2 separate regions of the Rattus norvegicus genome follow, and region 2 is linked to region 1. Evidence: chromatin contacts called from public Hi-C data. All regions are on one chromosome and are shown on one strand. Each heading gives the region's core, a stretch centred on a gene start, on an enhancer-like site or on the middle of the called end of the contact. The rest is flanking DNA. Distances are from core to core; before and after follow the strand shown.

Region 1 (3,433 bases), core at 700-3,199:
ATGCTTTTAGCCCTCCCTGTCCCCTAGTCAGAAACATTCCCCCTCTAGTTGTGTGTGCTGAGTGTGTCATTAGAGAAATTTCTAGAAATCCTGCCGGCTTCTCAAAGACGTTAACCATTTTAACAGCATCCACATGCCCTAGCTCAAACTTAGGTCGTGCTCAGCTTTTCAATTTAGAATGTTATCAGGGATCCGGGGTGGGGGTGGGCCGGGACGGGGGTTGGGGCTAGAACTTGCTTCCTGGTTGTGGAAAGAAAAGCTCACTGTCCTCCAGGAGACTTTCAACCAAGCTTCACTTTCTCTGTGTAACCAGCTCAGAGTCCCCAGGACAAAGCCTGCCTGGCTGCTGAGGGCTCTGGCACAAGGCCAGTTCCAGGGGTGAGCAGGGGGCCCACCTCTAGAAAACAATAGCCTACTGCCCCTGGCCAGGTGCAGCAGGCCCTTCTCTGCACAGTGTGGAGCTGGGAGAGGAGGGCTCTTTGTGAGCTCGGAGTAGCAGCAGAGGAAGGGGCTCTTTGATTTGACTCCTCAAGGAGCTCCTGACAGTCCACTTTCAGGAGACTTTCTTGGGATTCAAGTCACACCCCATTGGATTTTATTTCGACCCGAAAAACTCAAAGCGGTCAGCTGAAACAGCTGATTTTGGCTGGCTGTCCCTTCAGAGCCATAAATCACACCGGTGCCACCTTGGGAACACGAACCTGGACCCATACTGGTCTACTTTGCCCCAAGTATGGGAGGATTTAATGTGTGTCTTCTTGGGGTTTCACCATGGAATGTTTTTCTCACAGAATTGAAAAGTGCCGGCTTAGGCTTAAAAGGTGTTGGACACAAATGAGCAGCAATAAGCAGTTGTATAGACTGCGCAGGGGTCTTTCTAACTGAAAGAGATGCTCTCCTCTCTAGGTCTTGGCAGCAGAACCCGAAAGGTGCAGGAAACTGATTTAAGCCGCCAGCTGAGACCCCTTCTGCCTTTCTGGCAGATCTAAAAACTTGGTTCCTCCAGGATGGAGGGATCCTCTCAGATCCCAGCCCTGGTGTCTACCCTTTCTTGATGAATATAAATCCCTTTAACTTTATTGGCGCCATCTGCCCAAGGGGATCGTAGATCTCTAATTGGTGTGAAAAGAGGATTGGGATACCCACTTTGCCTCTGCTACCCCTAAGTGAAGGATCCGTCCCCACTGCTCTCCACTGGGGGGCGGACAAGATCTGGTGCGTCTCTTTCCCCAGCTTCTGCCGGAGGGTTTGCGTGCAACTTAAGGATCGCTAATTGCAATATAAAACGGATGCAATCTCCAGGATGCCTTAGGAAGACTGGCTTTCTCCGGCGCCTTCTATCTACATTGTTTGTTTGGGTTTTTTCCCCTTGTGTTCCGTTCAGCGAATTGCCTGTCCGATACAATACGAGGAGGGATGGCAGGTCTGAGCAATCAATCTGTTTGGCCTTCGTTTCCACAACGCAGTATTTCTCTTAAACCAGTCCCCCCAAATTATTCCGATTTACTCGTCTGAAGCTGTCTGCCCCGACCCCGATGATACCCGCACGCACAGCATCACCCCTAAGTTACTCATAGCTGAGCTGTAGTCTCAGGATGAAATGAACACTTGGCCGGTGACAGAATGACATTTTAAAATCGTGAGAAGGACCTGAAAGGGCATGCCTGAGCTGAGCAATAAAGGGTTGCTGCTGGCGCGGGACAGCCAGAATCCTTGCAAACAGAGCTGTGAGACCCCCAACCCCGGCTGCTCAAGACAAGACTCTTCTTGAACAAGGGTGATGAATGAAAGGCCACACGTAACTATCGCGAAGAGAAAAGGAGATAGAAAATGGAGAAGTCAAACAAAGGGGCAGGAAGAAAAAGCAGAGAAACAAAAGTGGTCCTCCGGCTGGGTGAAAAGAGCCGCCTCCAGGGTTATCTCGGTCCTCTCCCGCCATCTAGTGGCCCCAATTTGCTACTGCCGCAACCGGGTTGCTGTGGATGTCCTGCGGGAGACATACTTTGGAATCTCACCACCTCCCAGTCAGAAGAGGAGACTTATTCTCCAACACAAAGGGTAACCTGAGCCCTTTCCGCACGGAAGAGTTTGTTTTGATTTGAAATACTGAGCAATTAAAGAACAGATGTGTGTCTTGCTCAAACTGCAGGCCAAAGGAAGTTGAGCTTGGAAATTCCCCAGCCCCCAGCAAGTTCTTTAAAAGGGTTCATGTGTGTAACTCACGATTAAGATCTCTGTCAGGATAGGCTAGCTCTTCACTACTAAAGACTATTTGTCACTTCCGTTTTCTGACACTATCCAGAAAGAACGCTCTTTTCCAGTTTATTCCTGCTCAGTTTCCAAGAGAAGCTGGCAGGGTGGGCATATGTCACCAAGATCTACTGGCCTGCATCTACTCCCTGGGGTAGCTTCTAACAATTAGCTTTCTGTGAACAAAACAGTTTCTGGGGCATCTTCTCCTGCCCCTGGACATACCTCCACTGTCAATAAATACTTCCAGTTCCCAATGATCAAATTGAATTCAGTATGCACTGGTTAATATTTAAAGGGAGAACACTCCCAAAGAAGCGACTGAAGTGTTAGAAATAAAATCTACGCACGCATGGTTAGACTTCTAGACGTGAACATTTACCCTGATCGATTATTCCTGCCAATGTCAAAAGCTCTCATGTATGTTATACTGTAAAAGATAACAAAAAGTAAATATATCTACACTTCCACATACATAAAAAGCAGCCTTCTTTCTCCTAGACTCCTGTCTTCTTTCTGGGTCACTAGACTTACATAGTTGTCTGACTGAGTAGGTACAGAAGCAGCCCAGGGAAGTTTGGACACTTGCTTTATAGCTCATCTGATGGAACTGTAGGGCCACTGCCCATTGTGAGGTTTGTAGTGCTTTCTCTTTATGGGCTCTATTGGAAGGGCTGGGGACTGACGACCTAGAGATATTTCTTCAAATGTCCTACTTGACGCATAGGTGTGTTCTGGGACCAAATCCCTGGGGAGGTGGCTCACCTTGACCTTTGAGGCCAGCATGAGGTCAGCCTGGGTCAGTCACAGGAACACAGGATGACTCTATCCTTCCTGCCACCATAGACCTGATTCTCTCCCTTAGGCTAGGGAGGCAAAGGAGAGGTGCACCACGCAGGCCCAGTGAACAGGGAGAGCAACAACTTGGAGGGAGTTGAGGGGTGTCCCTGTGGAGATGTAGCTTCACTGTGCTGTGTAGCCTTGGGGATTCCATCTTTCTTCCCATTTATTCATCCTGAGCCCAACCTTAAAACATTATCTTCTAAGGGCAAAGAAAGGTATTTATCTTGGAATAAGTGATATGGCATCCTTGAGGAGGAGTTGTAAGCACCCCCTTTTAATCAATGATTTGTATTAACAAAAGCTGATTAGATTTACTGTAGTGTCTAATCGGGCCCTTTGC
Region 2 (3,433 bases), core at 510-3,009, 1.2 Mb before region 1:
CTGATCCCCCATCACTTATGCAGCAGAGGACTGCCTGGTCTGGCCTCAGTGAGAGAAAATGTGCTTAACCTTCAAAAGACTTGAGTCCCCAGGGAGTGGGGAGGCCTGGTGGTAGGGGTAGGGAGTGCATCCTCTTGGAGACAAGGGGAAGGAGGAATGAGGTGAGGAACTGTGGGAGGGAAGACTAGGAATGGGAATAATGACTGGACTGTAAAATAATAAAAATAATTTTTAAAAAGGAAAATGAAAGGTCAAGTCATAGAAATTTATGTAGATCATATGTATCTCACAAGGGGTTCCAGAATGCTACAGAAGGAACTAATAGAACTCAATAAGATGGAGAAAATCCAATTTTAAAGACAGATACATGGCGGGCTTGGGACATAGCTCAGTCTGTACATGAATGTCTCACAAGCATGAAAACCTGAGTTGTCTCATTTCCAGAATCCACATTTTATAAAGCCTGGTGTGAGCACCTGTATGTCTGTGTGCTCCCTGCTCTGGAAGATGGAGATGACCAACAGATCCCTGGGGCTCACTTGGGATGTTCTAGGTCAGGGAGAGGCTTAATCTGAAAGGGGAGGGGGAGAAGGAATGGCACTTGACTAATGACATCTAAGACAGAGGCAAGAAAGTTTAAATCGGATGTGATTAGCATCACTGGGGAGATACTCATCCAAATCAAACCCACTTTACAAAAAACCTAAAACCAGATAAGGAGATAACACATATCCATGAAAATGGAGAAACAGAAATCCTTCTCCACTTCTGGTGGACTGCTGTGCTAATGACTAGGAGCTCAGACTCAAATCACAGAACAATGGCTTCTTGCAGACTCATTATATTTGCAAAGAAGCATAGGTCCAAAACAGAGAGTGAAATGGAGAGACAACCCCCTCCCAGAAGTACCCTCATGTTAGAACTGATGGAAGTTGTGAGAGATGGTGAAGAGAATAAGCTGACAAAAGGGTTGGGGTAGGCAAGCAAGAGCTAAAACAATGAGTTGACCAATGGGTGTTTTATGGGTAAAACATAATGGTTGGAATGAAACAAAAGAAAAAGTTCATCCTTTGGTTGGGAGTGGAAGATGGGAAGCCCACTAGGTATTGAGTGTCCCTGTTAGACGCCTAAATTAGTGGGTTACATTTAACATTTTAACATGGAGCAAGAAGGTCAGTGTGTAACCAGTGTCCTTAGCTATACATTTTTAAATGCCTTTGTAGTGCTGTGTCATAAAACGGTGGATCATTGTTTTGTTTAGCTGATTTGCTCAGAATGTTACTTGGCAGCTAATAAATGTTCCTTGTACCTAGGTCCTCTATTGGAAATGTTAATAACCGTTAGAACAGTCTCAGTTCATAAGCAGAAGCAAAGCCATTCAAGAGAATTGGTCAAGAACTTTGTCAGTCTAACTTCACTTCTCACAAAGAAGAAGAAGAGAGAGGCATTTGCCAGATGCCTACACTGAGCTTTTTGCCAAAATTTCTGAGTTACAGCTAATACCATTGCTCTCAACTACATGCTGTCTGGTTACAAGGCCACGCCTTACTCAGAACTTTCCTATTTCTCTTTGTGCTCAGGCAGTTAAAAGTTTTTACCAGAAAAGCATTAGGCAGCCAAAAGGAAAAAAATAAAAATCCCCTGTTCTGAGAAGATTGCTGAACTCCTTTCAGCCTGGCTGGAGGGGACTCCTGGCCCATTTCTTCAAATCCAGTTTGACAACTAACGTGTTTAGTTTCCCTTTCGCCTGTTGCGTCATCCCCTTTGTTATTTTTGTGCTCGTGGTTCATAGTTAATTACGCAACCCTTGGTGAGGAAATCGCTAAGTTGGAGTCTAAGTTTAGCGATGCAGAGAGTGTTGCTTCTTTGGCTGTTTCTCTGTAGAATGCCAGAAACTGAGACAGGAAGAGAACAGAGAATGGACAATGGCACGTGTATACTAGCAGAGATGGGGGTGAGGCTGTGTTTCTTCATCTATGGGAAGGGAAGGAGGAAAAGAGAAAAGGAGAGCGGGGAGTGACTTTATTATGAGCTCATCTCAGAGGACTATGGTAGCTGTGATTCCCTGGTTTCAAAGGACAAGCCACCTGCAAGCTGAAGACCCCGGGTTGCCAGGAGCACAGATCAGTCCAAGTTTGGAAGCCTCAGAACCAAAAAAAGACTGGAATATAATTCTGTCCAGAGACAAAGAACAAGAACTCAAGGGGGCCATTGGAGTCAAAAGGGCTGACAGATCCTGCAGCTGTGTTCAGAGGCAGAAAATGACACATGTCCAAATGCAGGGAGAAAGAGAGGGAGGCACCCACTCTTTGCCATGTTTGTTTTACCTAAACCCCCAAGTGATTGTGCCTTCTCTGATCTCTCCCATTCAGTTCACTACCTCACCCATCATTTCCCTCTGAAAACACATTGCAGAAATGACACCGTGCCATTTAATCATCCAGTCAGGTTGACCCTTGCAAGCCCCTAAGCCCATCACTAACAGTGAATGTAGGAGCAACCGTGCCCAGAGCTGTCTGCTATGCCAAAGGTAAAGCAAACCGAGACTCGGGGTCAGTTAGATGGTCAAGTAATCAGCAAGTGTCCTGACAACATGTGTGGAAGATACAGGGTGAGCAGTCCTATGTATCTCAGGCGCCTTAATCCACTGACGGGAATGTTCTGGGGAAAGAAGTGCAGGACAGAGGACCATCTGGTCATGTATATAGGAGGAGGAGGAAAAGGTTCTTAGCAGTTACAAGTTTGGGGTCAACACCCTAAAATAAGAGACTAAAAATAAAAGATTAAACAAAGTTTGAGAGAAGTTCTGCGACTTGGGACTTCATTTAAAAATGAAGGTCCAAGCTGGGCATGATGGCACACCTCTAATTCTAGCACTCTGGAGGCAGAGGCAAGCTTGGTTACCAGACTTAGTTGCATGGTAGCCAGGGCTACATGAAGCTAGCCTCCACTAATTAAACAAACAACCAAAAGAAGTTTACTCTGATTGGGTAAGTGGACGTGGTGACCTAGTAGCAGCAAACAAGTAGGTGGGAGGAAGGGGATCAGCAAAGCACCTTGTTGAGATTTCTCTTGAGGTCTTCTGTTCTCATTCCTTTCCTTCATGGGATGGGGGACCAGGACACCTCTCACATGAGCATCTTCTGACCTCCTAATTTAAGTGAGGAAAGTGAAAACTTCTTTGATGGTCATCACACACTGAAGAGAAAATAACTTTCTTCTGTGATATTCCAAGTTGTGATAGTTTGGCGGAACACATCTTGAACTCACACAAGAGAAGACTTGGACAGAACCCACAGTCAAGTGACCTGTGTTGAACAGCTGCATCTAGGGGTTGACCAGGAAGGAAACCCAAAAAATGAGTTTGGTGATTGGCTTATGACAAGACATTCCTGCTAGAGGAAAAAAAAAAACAAAGAAAAGAAAGTTTCTG

Evidence for each region. Hi-C and Micro-C count contacts between places; a contact is called where the count stands out from the background.
Region 2: a contact with region 1 is called in a Hi-C map of the A7r5 cell line, with 9 times the contacts expected there. The contact joins two enhancer-like sites. A contact is called at or near these places in 4 of 12 Hi-C or Micro-C datasets (the A7r5 cell line, the Rat2 cell line, Schwann cells and 1 more).

Annotation. Positions count from the first base shown.
Region 1 is chr5:106,933,032-106,936,464 of GRCr8, reverse strand. No RefSeq gene overlaps it. Among named protein-coding and RNA genes, the nearest start is that of Slc24a2, 150 kb to the right of the region's middle. Within about 2 kb of position 1,949, at least 4 of the 93 cell types and tissues checked have an H3K27ac peak or open chromatin away from gene starts, as enhancers often do. A contact at or near this core is called in the A7r5 cell line, where this site is marked.
Region 2 is chr5:108,084,352-108,087,784 of GRCr8, reverse strand. No RefSeq gene overlaps it. Among named protein-coding and RNA genes, the nearest start is that of Ifnb1, 19 kb to the right of the region's middle. Within about 2 kb of position 1,759, at least 14 of the 93 cell types and tissues checked have an H3K27ac peak or open chromatin away from gene starts, as enhancers often do. A contact at or near this core is called in the A7r5 cell line, where this site is marked.